Linked DNA regions of Sus scrofa: region 2 is linked to region 1. A link is a contact called in public HiChIP or PLAC-seq data. All regions are on one chromosome and are shown on one strand. The core of a region is the stretch at or near the end of the contact, and the rest is flanking DNA. Distances in the headings are between cores, read along the strand shown.

Region 1 (6,078 bases), core at 939-3,438:
ACAGAATTTTAAAATATAAAAATAGTTAATTAGGAATATATGTATTTGAATCACTTTGCTGTACACCAGAAACTAACAAAACATTGTAGGCTTCGTTTCCATACTGTAGTGGTTATCATATTTGCCTCAGTAACACACATTGTAAATCAACTATACTTCTGTTTAAAAAAAAGTTAATTAGGAATAAGCCTCTTATCACTATCTCCTTAGCTGCATATTTCAGTCATGTCTTAGAGTGACCTTTTCTTGATGTTGCCCTCATTTGTAGATTTTAAGAGCATTTCCTAGAATGAAAATGTTATCTCTATAATTTAGTGTTCTTAAATGTATTGTTTAAATGAATTTCTACTCAACAATCTTCAGAATTAGTTCATACTTCATTTTCTCAGTGAAGCCTTCCCTTAAATCATTCATTACTTCCTCCTTTCTGTTCCCAGCACAAACATTTCTCACAAACATGAATCAGAGTGCACTGTTCTTATTTCATTAAAGTCTACCTTGTCCATTGGACTATGGGCTATTTGATGGCAAAAAGATTCTCTTCATTCCTGTATCATGGGTTCTAGCACTATACCTAGAACAATAATGGCATAGTGAATTTGAGAGGCTAGCTTTAAATATCTGACCACAGATGGCAAATTATTGTAAAGTGACACTGCAAATCTTGCCAAAGATGCGGGGTATTAGGAAATCCACTAGAATGATTTGAATTAAAAAAAAAAAAAGATTTTTAAAAGCCCTTTGGGAAACTATGATCCATGTCAACTCTTGTGACTATAGTTGATAACATTGTATTATAAACTGAAATTTGCTAAACAGACTCACAGACAAGGAGAACAGACATGTGGTTGCCAGGGGGAGAGGTGAGGGTGTGGGATGGGCAGGGAGTTTGGAGTTAGTAGATGCAAACTACTACATTTAGAATGGACAGGCAATGAGGTATTATTGTACAGCATAGGGAAATATGTCCAGTCCTTGGGATAGAGCATGATGGGGAATGACAAGAGAAAAAGAATGTATATATATGTTTGACTAGGTCACTTTGCTGAACAGCAAAAATTGGCACAACATTGTAAATCAACTATAATTTTTTTAAGTATAAAAAAAGAATACGTGAGCTGTAAAATTCTACAAAATCATGAACATTTATCTATGGGAATGGCAGACAACAAACTATATAATCACACACTGATGACCTGTGTGAATACCACATGTCCTGGAGTCAGATTCTATTTTTTGATAAGCTAGCTAGTCATTTAAGTGTGAAATCATAGAGAATGCCTATAGTACATTAGTGCTCACAGATTTAATTGGGAAGATGTCCTTAATAGGGCGAACAATCTATGATGAAGCATTTGGCTGAGGGTTAGGATTTCTTTCAGAATTTAAATAACTCCAAGTAAATCAAACATTAATTTTATCTTTGACAATCCTTAACTTAAAAATTTTAAAGGTACTTAATTTTTGATAAATACAATGAAATTTGCCTCAAAAACTATTGCTAGTTAGGTCACCTAACTAAAAAGCAATTATTCAAAGAGTTAGTATAACTATTTTTGATGAATTTTATCTCACTCCCTGACTTCCACGTTCTATAGTGGGTTGGAGTGATGGAAACAAAACAGCAATTTCAAATGAAGGAAATGGTTTCCTGATTCAGTTAGGGCCTCTGTTTGTCAGTTTTATCTGTCTCTAGTTGGATCCTATTTTGGTTTTTCCCATCACTGCTAACCTAGAATCCCAAAACTCTCCATTCCATGCTCCTCAAGTTCCCTCGAGAGATTCTTCTTAGGCAGAGTATGTGTGGCAAGCGATTTGAGCAAGAGACATTATAAGAAAGAGAAAAGATTTATTGTAGTTCACGTAACTGAAGGAAGATGTGAACAGGAAACATCTCTGAAAGAACAAGAATCCAGCCAGCTCAAAATATCACTGCCATCAAATGATGCAACTCCAACCACCTCCTGTGCCTATGAATTGTAAAAAGAAATTAATAAACAGAAACCTCAATTAGATAAGAGTTGGGAGATAGGAAGTGGGCACCCTCATGCTCTGTGATAATAGCAGAGCCCAAGAGGAAGAAGAAAGACTCCTCTTTTTTCCTGGCAAGGACTCATGGCCTGTGAAAAGCCATGGCCTCTTTGTTTACTACAGCCTGCCCAACTTCCTCTTCCTCTCTATTAAAGGAGGAAATACTCCTTTTATAAAAGTGCAGGAACTTGCCCATTGCTTGTCATGGCTTCAGGCCCCAAATTACAAGTCTCAGTGACCTGCATTCTCTGAGTCATAAATGACTTCCCATCACATTTAGTAGATTCATTCTGGCCCCTGCTTCCATGAGCAAGAATATCACAGTGGCTTAAGAACACCAACCTTGGAGTTCCTGCCATGGCGCAGTGGTTAACGAATCCGACTAGGAACCATGAGGTTGCGGGTTCGGTCCCTGCCCTTGCTCAGTGGGTGGGTTAAGGATCTAGCGTTGCCATGAGCTGTGGTGTAGGTTGCAGACGCGGCTCGGATCCCGCGTTGCTGTGGCTCTGGCGTAGGCCGGTGGCTACAGCCCCGATTCGACCCCTAGCATGGGAACCTCCATATGCCGCGGGAGCGGCCCAAGAAATAGCAAAAAAAACAAAACAAAAAAAAAAAAAACACCAACCTTGCTTTCACTTTCAGGGTCCACAATCTTGACTCTGCTTTTGCCTTAGGCAAGTTACTTTGTCTGTTTTCTTATCCATAAAACATGGTTAATAAAAATAACAATATCACAGATTTAACTTGAAAAGCTAATACATATAAAACCCTTAAAGCGTTGCCTGACATATAGTAAGAGCCATATAAGTTGTTAGCTATTTATAAGCATGATTTTATTTGGCCTCTTTTTATGGCATTTAATATATTAATAATAGACTTAAAATCCTTTAATTTCCTGGCTTCTGTGATACTGTTCTCTTAAAGTTCTCCTTCTCAGTCATCTTTTCAAGTTCCTCTTCCATTACCTGACTCTTAAATACTGGCTTGCTGCAGAGTTATTCTGGATTCTCTTCTGTTTTCATTTGATACACTGTCCTTGAGAAATTGTACCCACTCCTACAGTCCCAAGTACCAACTGTACCCTTATAATTAACAATCTCTGAGCTCCCTCTCAATCCCTCCCATTCTTATCCCCCCACTCCATCTGTCTGTCATTCATCCAACAAATACTCATTGACAGTTATTCTGTGCCCTCGGCATCATGCCAAGCACTCTGACCCAGATTCCTGCCAGAGCTCCAGAGCCACATAACCTATTTGACCTCTCTTGATGTCTCTCAAAGGCACTTCAAACTCAAGATATCCGGAACTCCCTAATCTTCCAACAAGTTCCTCATTCTGTATTCCCTGACCCAGAGACAGCATTATCCTTTACCAGGGTACCCAATCCAGAGTCCAAAGAGTTACACCTAGCTCTCCATCACTATCCTCCTTGCTTCTAATCAGTTGCTAAATTCTACCTCTTGGAGTTCCCGTCATGGCTCAGTGGTTAACGAATGAGGAACCAGGAGGTTGTGGGCTCTATCCCTGGCCTCACTCAGTGGGTTAAGGATCCAGCATTGCTGAGAGCTGTGGTGTAGGTTGCAGACGCGGCTCGGATCCTGCATTGCTGTGGCTGTGGCGTAGGCCGGTGGCTACAGCTCTGATTAGACCCCTAGCCTGGGAACCTCCATATGCTGCAGGAAGCGGCCCTAGAAAAGGCAAAAAGACCAAAAATAAATAAATTAATTAATTAATTAATTCTACCTCTTAAATATTTCTTTCTGTTGTATGGTGGTTGTGTGCCCAAGCTCTGAGGCCAAATCACACTTTCTGACTACATAACATTTTTCTTCTCTGTAAAGTGGGGATGGAATCTATTTCATACATAGTGAGCATTAAATGCAACAATCCATGTACAGTACATAGCGTTGCGCCTAGCACATAAAAAGCACTCAGTAAATAAAGATTAGTTTATTAACATCATCCTTATTTGCATTATATTTGTTGAAATCTGTTCTTTCTTGGCTAGCAGCCTAACTGGCTGGTCATGGCATCCTACCTGGTTTCCTTATGTCTTATCTTGTGCCTCATCAGCCCTTTCTTCATACCACTGCCCCACACAGTGTCTGATCTAAAACACATTAGCATAAAATAGAAATGCAGTGAACTATGAAGTGAACAGTTCATGGTATCTGAGTTCATCACATATGGAGCAGAAAGGTCTACCCAGATTGGATCTAACTGAAAATTAGTATCAGGTCAAGGACTCGTTATCAACTTTCAGACAGAAATCACATTTTCAAAATATTGGCAAACCTCCTCCACAGCAAATACTATTCATACTCATTAAGTTTGGCCAAAGTAAGTGGTTAAGACCATTTATTACAAGACTATAGTTCCTGACTCTTTGTTGATTATCCAAAACATAAAGGAGATGAATATTTACAACTGTCTTCAATACCAAAGGAAGTCCACTAAGAAGAAAAACAAAGTACTACTGAATTTTTGATAAGCATTTTTAAAACTCTGAATTGTCAATAAACTAAAGAACTTTAATCAACCTTTTTATCATGCCCTGAAAAAAAAATTGCATGAAGAAGCATTTTCTCTATTATTTTAACCACATTTTTAATCAAACACACAAAATTAGTGTTTTTCACTCTTTAAACAAACAAGGCAATGCTATTCTCTTGATCATCACCTCAAAAGATGCAGAGGAAAAAAATATTCAGAACACCTCATTTTTGCAGTTGAGTCTGCTCTGCTTTTAAAAGATTCTGCAGCAAACCAAACCTTATGGGATAACTAATGTCTTCATTACTGCTTTCTTTGAAGTAATTTCATCTGTCATATAATCCCACCTTGAGATATATTATTAAAAAGTTATAAAAGATAGAGATTGGAAGATCCAGATTAGTTCCTTCACAGATGAAACCACAAAATCAATGAAGCAGCATTATTTGTACAGAGATAAAATGAAATGTGCAACTTTAACTGATATTATACCAAAAATAAAAAAGTTAAAAGGCAAAGTTTCCATATCATCACACAAGTCCTGGTCACAATTTATGTCATTGTATGCATGCATTTGAAGAGTTGAGAAGGAAACTTGTTCAGAGAATATTTTAAATGCTGAAGGCTAGAGACAATTCTAAAAACAAAGGTATTTTTCAAATTCTGTCTCTATTCAAAATACTAAGAATCTTATTTCAAAAGAAATATTTGTTAGTAAGTAATGCTTCAATTCTGTCTAAAACATTTGGAACCTAAATTTATGCCTTCTTTATCTCTGTCTAGAATTTTTAAAGTGCACCAATCTAAAAAAGTGTTTATGTTTATTTATTTATTTATTTTTGTATGGCAGACAGGCTTTTAGCACATATGAAAACAACTGGTATTTAACTCAAAATAAGTTTTAACAATAAATATAACTAATAATATATTTAACTTTTAGACTCACGACAGCAGTTCCCACAGGTAGCAACAGGAGAAAAACAAGCATAATGTGACAAAATAAATATACATGAATTCATTCCTGTTTCCTCTATAGAATTTGATGAGATTAACAATCTCCTATAAAGCTAATTAAATCTACTGATGAAACTTTCTGAAAGACTATATGAATTGTTCTGAATCTTTCAATTTTGGCCTTCATCTATTATGTTCTTTCGAAAATATTTAGCAATAATCAAAATTTTCATCTAAATGAGAAAAGAAACCTGAAAGAAGCAGTAGTTTTTCACTTGATGTATCAAGACTCTTTCAAGAGTATGCCCAATCTCTAGAGCTAAATTCAATGGCATGATCTCAAGAGCAGCTTCTTAGTCAGTCAATTTTCAAACCAAAGATGATTATACTGCCAATATATTGCTGTTGTGTTTTGACAGATGGCTGTGATAATATATTACTCCATTAAGTTAAACAGGCCCTATTCACCAAGGCATCTAACACTTCCTTTTGTATCATTCACCAACATTCCTTCCTTAGCATGAATTTTGCTTTTCTTCACATTCTGTGCAATAGTTGCTTGAGACCTAACATCAAATCTTCAACACCATCATAACTG
Region 2 (6,623 bases), core at 475-2,974, 170 kb before region 1:
ACACCTGAAACTAATACAATATTGTAAGTCAACTATACTTAAATATTTTTTTTTTAAGAGCAACCTGGTATTGTTTATGAGAGTGGGGAACTGTGAGTTAGGAATTTCAGCTTGAGAGGGATATCAGGCACCAGGCTAGTAAAGATCCTTAATGAAACAAATGCACATTCAAATACGTAAGAAAATAGCTTTGGTGAAAACATACACACATGCAGTGAAAATATATGTTTCTGCTAAAAGTTATGAAATCAAAGAAAGAGGTTCAAGTACTTGTCATCACTACGGAACACGCTTACAGATGGGGTTAAGGCGACACAGCAAGAAAGTCAAATCTCTTACAGTTCAGGTCAAATTCCTAATATGTTATTCACTGTTTGGTTTTGTTTTTCTGAAAGAAGAAAACACTGCCCAGTTTTTGTTCTGCTTTTTATAATAAAGCATGCATTGTGGCTTTTATTAATTCTGAAAGAGAAAGCATACTATGTAAAATAGTAAACCACTTTACGATTGTCCTTTGATAATCTATATGCCAGGGAGGCTGTAGTTTATTTATCTAAGTAAGGCTAAATTTTTATTATACACAAACGACTTCAAACTGTTCTTAAAATGAATAAAGAAGAAAAGCCATCTCTGCTTGCATAACTACACAATTACATGGTTTTCACCAAACTCTGAATGTTTCTTTCTTTAAAGTGACCTTGGACTATAGCTATTTTTACAATTTTTTCCCGGGGAAACTGAGGAATAAAATTAAAGTCAAGTTTTGGCTTCCTTCTATGCCAATGTCAGACAATACCTTCAGTCAAAATGTCTTATTAGAGAAATAGGCTCAAGATCAAAAATGCGACAGGACCTACTTCATCGAGCCCCTGGTTCTTGGCTACTGCATTTTTCCCCTCTTTGCAGTTGGAGCCATTTGATATCCTGTGTCTGCCCAGCCGTCTCTCAGTTCCAAAGGCACTTGATGGAAAGGGTTTGAGGACCCTCACACCACATTGGAGGTGCCGCCTTCAAGACACAGTTATTGCTCCTCCTTGCAGAGCTTGTGTCCAATACTCCTGAATGGTTTTCCTGGTTTCTGAAAACCAGATATAAAAACAACTTTCTGGGAGTTCTCATTGTGGTGCAGCAGAAACCCATGAGGACGCAGGTTCGATCCCTGGCCTGGCTCAGTGGGTTAAGGATCCAGTGTTGCTGTGAGCTGTGGTGTAGGTCAGCGGCTGTGGCTCCAATTGGATCTTTAGCCTGGGAATTTCCATATGCCACGGGTGCATCCCTAAAAACAAAAAAAGAAAAAAAAAAAAAAACCTTCTGGTAAGTGGCCCTTTGACTTGGAAAGAGATCACTGAACTTTGAGAGGATCTCTCTTCCATTTGTGGCATCGGTGTGCCTTCCCAGGACCTGCAGGTCTACTTTCTGCCTCCTGGATCCCTAATTACAGCATGATCCATACAATGGAGCAGAGTGAAATCCTGTGGACTGGTGAGATGGCCAAGGAGCCCAAGAGCCAAATCAGGGAGCAGCGACTCATGGCCTGCAGGCCAAGTCTGACCCTTGGCCCGCTTCAGTAAAGCTTGCAAGCTGAGAGGTTTTGACTTTGTTGAGGTGGTTTTTTTTTTTTTTTAGAAAAAAAGAAAGAGGAAGAAGAAAATATGCAACAGAGACTATATGTAGCCGACAAAGCCTAAAATATTTACTCTTCAGCTCTTTACAGGAAAAGTTAGCCAATCTCTGACCTAAATTACCACACAGAGCCACAGCATGGATGGAGCCTGTTGTCCACGGCTGCCCTTGTTACTTAAAAGGAAACTGCATTTGTGGTCTCTTCTTATTTGGGGTATTTAATTTTGAAAAAGCTGTTGCCAACTTGGAAATTCCATATCAGGCATCACAATCTGTGTCCAATGACGTCAGAAAATAAATCACATATGGGAGTTCCCGTCGCGGCACAGCGGAAACAAATCTGATTAGGAACCATGAGGTTGCGGGTTCAATCCCTGGTCTCGCTCAGTGGGTTCAGGATCCTGTGAAGCCGTGAGCTGTGGTGTAGGTCGCAGATGTGGCTCAGATCCTGTGTTGCCTTGGATGTGGTATAGGCTGGTGGCTGTAGCTCCAATTCGACCCCTAGCCTGGGAACATCCACATGTCACGGGTGTGGTCCTAAAAAGACAAAAGACAAAAAAAAGAAAAAAAAAAAAGAAAGAAAGAAAGAAAGAAAGAAAGAAAGAAAGAAAGAAAGAAAGAAAGAAAGAAAGAAAGAAAGAAAGAAAGAAAGAAATTAAGAAAGAAGGAAAGAAAGAAAGAAAAGAAACCACATACGGAACATCAGCTTCAATTAGAACCACTCTCTCATTAGATTTCTGATCATTGATATTGTTTCCAAGACCCATCAGTCTTCTTGCTGGTAGAACGTGAGAGCCGAATGAGGGAGGATGGGGCTAGGGATGGGATTATTCCCTCTGCCTTTCTCAAGGTAATGTTAATATCGAAGAAAGGCCCTAAAAAGACAAAAAGCAAAAAATAAAAAGTATTAACGCTACAGCTGATGTCAATAATCCCGCAAAGATCTGGCTGGCTCCCTTCTCCTGGGCATAGCTGCTCTCCTGACAGATGACTGCAGGTCCTTGTTAATGGAATAGAAAGATGGTGAACAGTGCTTGCAGCCCTATCATAGGGTCCATTCATTTATGGGCTGTGGGTCTATGAACCAGGAAAGCGCTATCACTCATAATTATAGTCACTTAGGTCATTTAGAGTTTTGCTTTTGTTTGGGGGTTGTTTATGCAGATCGAGGAGGATGATAATAAGACCCACATGTTTCTTTAAGTCTTAGGCACCTCTTGTCCCGTCAAACATCCCGGACATTCAAAACCTATGGTCATCGCTTTGGCCCTGCTGCCTGTTATGGCAACCACATCCATTCCATCTGTCTTGGGTCCTGCATTGTGTCTTCCCTTGCCCTTTGCCACCTGGAACCCCATCCACTCCACAGAAATCAGGCAGCTCCTACCATCACGGGACAACTACTCCAAACACTTCTCAAGGTATTTCTTTTTCTTTTTCTTTTTTGTCTATTTAGGGCCACACCCACGGCATATGGAGGTTCCCAGGCTAGGGGTCAAATCAGAGCTGTAACTGCTGGCCTACACCACACCCATAGCAACTCCAGATCCAAGCCACGTCTGCAACCTATACCACAGATCACCCCCATGCCAGATCCCCAACCCACTGAGCGAGACCAGGGATCGAACCTGCATCCTCATGGATACTAGTTGGGTTTCTTCCTGCTGAGCCACGACAGGAACTCCTCCAGGTATTTCTTGGTGGAGGCAGTGCCTCGTTGAAGGAGGTATCCTTTAGTCTCTCTTGGGAGACATAAGTAGGTGTAGATGACTGATTTGCATGTATAAATGTACCCCAATGTTTCCTTATCTTTATGTCTTTTTCTCTACATTATCCCAAGAAATTTCTGGCATTATAGCTTACACCTTGACCATTACTGTGGATATGGCTAGGGGCATGATAGCTATTGGCCACATTTCTATCCCATATACCCACATTTCTATCAAACGTTCTGAGCTGCTCAAGTGAGCATATTGAACCCAGAATCTCTGGCAACTGCACCCCATGCAAAATAATCAACCCGATCTAAAATTAAGCTTCTCCCTTCTTGGTCTGACACCCTCGGAATCCATTCCCACACATATTGCAGGTTTTTGCCATCACAAATGGGCAAAATCTTGTGATTTTCTCTGTTGTATAAAGCTCTTCTCTCCAGCTTTGACTGTGTTTGCCACCACACCAGCATGCTGGAGTTGGATTCTAGCTGTGTGGCTCTGAAGCCAATGCTGGGGTGTGGGGCTCAAGGAGGGCTGGCATCTCCCTCAAGTGGAGCCATCACAGAAACTTCTGGCAAGAAAGGAGCAGCCTCATGAAACAGGAAACAAGTTTGCTTCTGCTTTCAAGGAATACTTGGTGGAATGAGGGCTTCTGAAGTACTCAGAGACGTTAAGCCTCTACCAATTTCTCTATTTGTTTCTCTGGTCCCATTCTTTCCCTCAGATGCCCTCTTGTTCACATAACAGATCTGAATCCACCCTACACTGTGGTTCAGAAGCTCAAAGGATCTGGCTCTATTTCTTTTGGCTGCCAGTTCAACAGCTATAAGACAGAGGAGAGTCCTATAGCATGCCATAGAAGTTCTCTGATTCTCTGACCATAACTTGAGCAGAACACTTTCAATAGCACTTTATTATTTGTCCTTTAAGTTCCATGGAACAGATAGAAAAATCCACCCCACTGCCCCACAAGTCTTTACATTCTTTTTCTTCCCATAATGACCATCATCACTTAAGCCACCAAAACCTTATCCTTAATAAGCCTCTTATTCCACACAATGCCAATGGATGATTTAAGTTTCTGCATCACTAGTGTGCACCAGTGTCTATTTTATGATTCTAGCAGAACCTTAGCTGCCTTTATTTCCAACTGGTGAGCCAGCCAATGTTAGAATCTCATTTCTTTGAAATTCTGTTGCTTATGATCACTATAGCCAGTCATTACCCTGTGAAGGTTCAATTATAAGAGAACAAAACCTACCCTAGATTGTGTTAGCACAAAGGAATTTCTTTTATGAGATATTAAATGGCTTATAAAGTTGTTTATAAACTGAAGAGAATTTAGTCTGATCTTCCAGGAAAAAAAAAAAAAAATCTTGAGTCATGATGCAGAACTGCTGCTGCTCTGGCCATAATCAGGAAGCTGCCTGAGGAAGCAGGAAGTCATGATGACAGCTGCGAGCTCAGGATCAAATCGCTTCCACTTCAATCTGCATCAGCAAAAAAGAGGAGCCACGTGCCATGTTCCCTCCACTCTTATTTCAGTTCTGGATTTTAGTCTTACGTAAAGGCATCTGGTTGGCAGAACGTAAATCACATCCAGAAATGTGGGAAAGGTATATTTTCGTTTGCCATCCTCTGAAGAATAGGAAGCCATACTAGAAAGAGGTAGAAATTCTGAGCAAGCCAGTCTGTGATATCCATCATCGTACTTTCGGGGGGGGGGTTCCCTGTGATTAGAACTCTGCTGAGAGGATTTCCTCACACCAACCTGCCTGTCTTTCCACTTTCTGTATATTGATTGCGCTCCTAGATTGTTCATGTCTATTAGACAAATTTGCCCCCCCCACACAGTTAGTTGGTATTAAAACTCCTCCTTGATATGAACTACTTCGCTGGACTACTGGTATCTGCTTCTCCTTGGCATACTCGTTACCTGAAGTTTTTTGCTTACTAGGTTGACCTTTTTGCTCTCTTACTGCCGCCTTCTTCATTATACCTACCAGAAGAAGGATTTAACAATTCTACTGGCAGATCCAATCTCAATACGGTCAACTCGGACATGCTACAGCAAATCTCATGATTTAGTGATAAAGACTTATTAAATTTTAGATTACTATTCCAAATTTTCAAAGAGGTTGCTATCATCTCTGATGAACTTACTACCAATAATATTAACATATATCAACTTCATAGCTAGGAACTCAATAATATCTTACATCTTCCTTTTAAATCTGGTACATGTACAAGGCAGTATAACTTTTCTGATTCAAATATTCCCCCTTGTTCCCCAAAGAACATTAATTATGCTGACCAGTCACCTGCAGATAACCACATTTACCCTAATGAGCTCATCTCTTTTCTTCCAAAACCCTTGACTCCAGAGGCTTTATATTTGAACTTAAGTATTTTCTGAAGAATCTAGTATAAAATGAATTATGTAGCTTCCTTCTGCACATAATTAGATTTCGGTGAATCACACAAAGATCACTTTGACCCTCACGACTCCATGATCTTTCTATCGTCATCTCACAGAATTTAAAAAGAGCTCATTAAAAATGGTAGCTTTGTCCAGCTGTGTTGAAACTTCCTAATATCTGGTCCATTAAAGAATTTTATTCTTGATCTTGTACATAGTTTATATCAGGTTTAATATAGTATGAGGAGGGAGCTCTGTTTTATTTCTCTGAGATTTTTGTTGAATTATTACTAGTGTCACCAATAAAATAGATATTTGGTTCTAAAACAGGCATTATTATTATTATTATTATTTTTTGGAGATAACATATCCAGCATATGGTTCCAAGGTTCCCATCTTTGATGAGTTAGGAAATTGGTTTTGGGTAAATGTGTCTGACACATCTGATCCTAAAAATAAATTTTGGATTGCTCTCAAGATAGCCTTCTGAAATTACATAATTTTCACAAGTTATTAATATCACTCAGAATTTCTCTTTCCATGCTGCTTTAAAAATCTACACATTGTCTCCTCCACTATTACCACCATCCCTAAGTCATTGTTTATTCTTATAAGGGAGGCATTAATTGACTCTCTCTTTCTGACCCAGAGTAATAGGAAATTTGGGTTCCTCACATAGTCCAACCCTGAAGCCCATCCCAGGTACTTTCAAACCTTTAAAACCACACATTTCTATTTGTTCTGAATTCTTTCTTGGTGTGTGTGTGTGTGTGTGTGTGTGTGTGTGTGTGTGTGTGTGTGTGCGCGCGCGCGCGCGCGTGCACGTGTGCTTTTTAGGGCCACACCCACGGCATATGGAGGTTCCC

Evidence for each region. HiChIP or PLAC-seq counts read pairs in DNA pulled down with a chosen protein or histone mark.
Region 2: an H3K27ac HiChIP or PLAC-seq map of alveolar macrophages shows a contact between it and region 1. The contact joins two enhancer-like sites. A contact is called at or near these places in 1 of 47 Hi-C or Micro-C datasets (embryonic fibroblasts) and 1 of 2 datasets of contacts at active chromatin or transcription factors (alveolar macrophages).

Annotation. Positions count from the first base shown.
Region 1 is chr8:84,623,966-84,630,043 of Sscrofa11.1, reverse strand. No RefSeq gene overlaps it. Among named protein-coding and RNA genes, the nearest start is that of USP38, 26 kb to the right of the region's middle. Within about 2 kb of position 2,188, at least 2 of the 83 cell types and tissues checked have an H3K27ac peak or open chromatin away from gene starts, as enhancers often do. A contact at or near this core is called in alveolar macrophages, where this site is marked.
Region 2 is chr8:84,794,337-84,800,959 of Sscrofa11.1, reverse strand. No RefSeq gene overlaps it. Among named protein-coding and RNA genes, the nearest start is that of INPP4B, 14 kb to the left of the region's middle. Within about 2 kb of position 1,724, at least 3 of the 83 cell types and tissues checked have an H3K27ac peak or open chromatin away from gene starts, as enhancers often do. A contact at or near this core is called in alveolar macrophages, where this site is marked.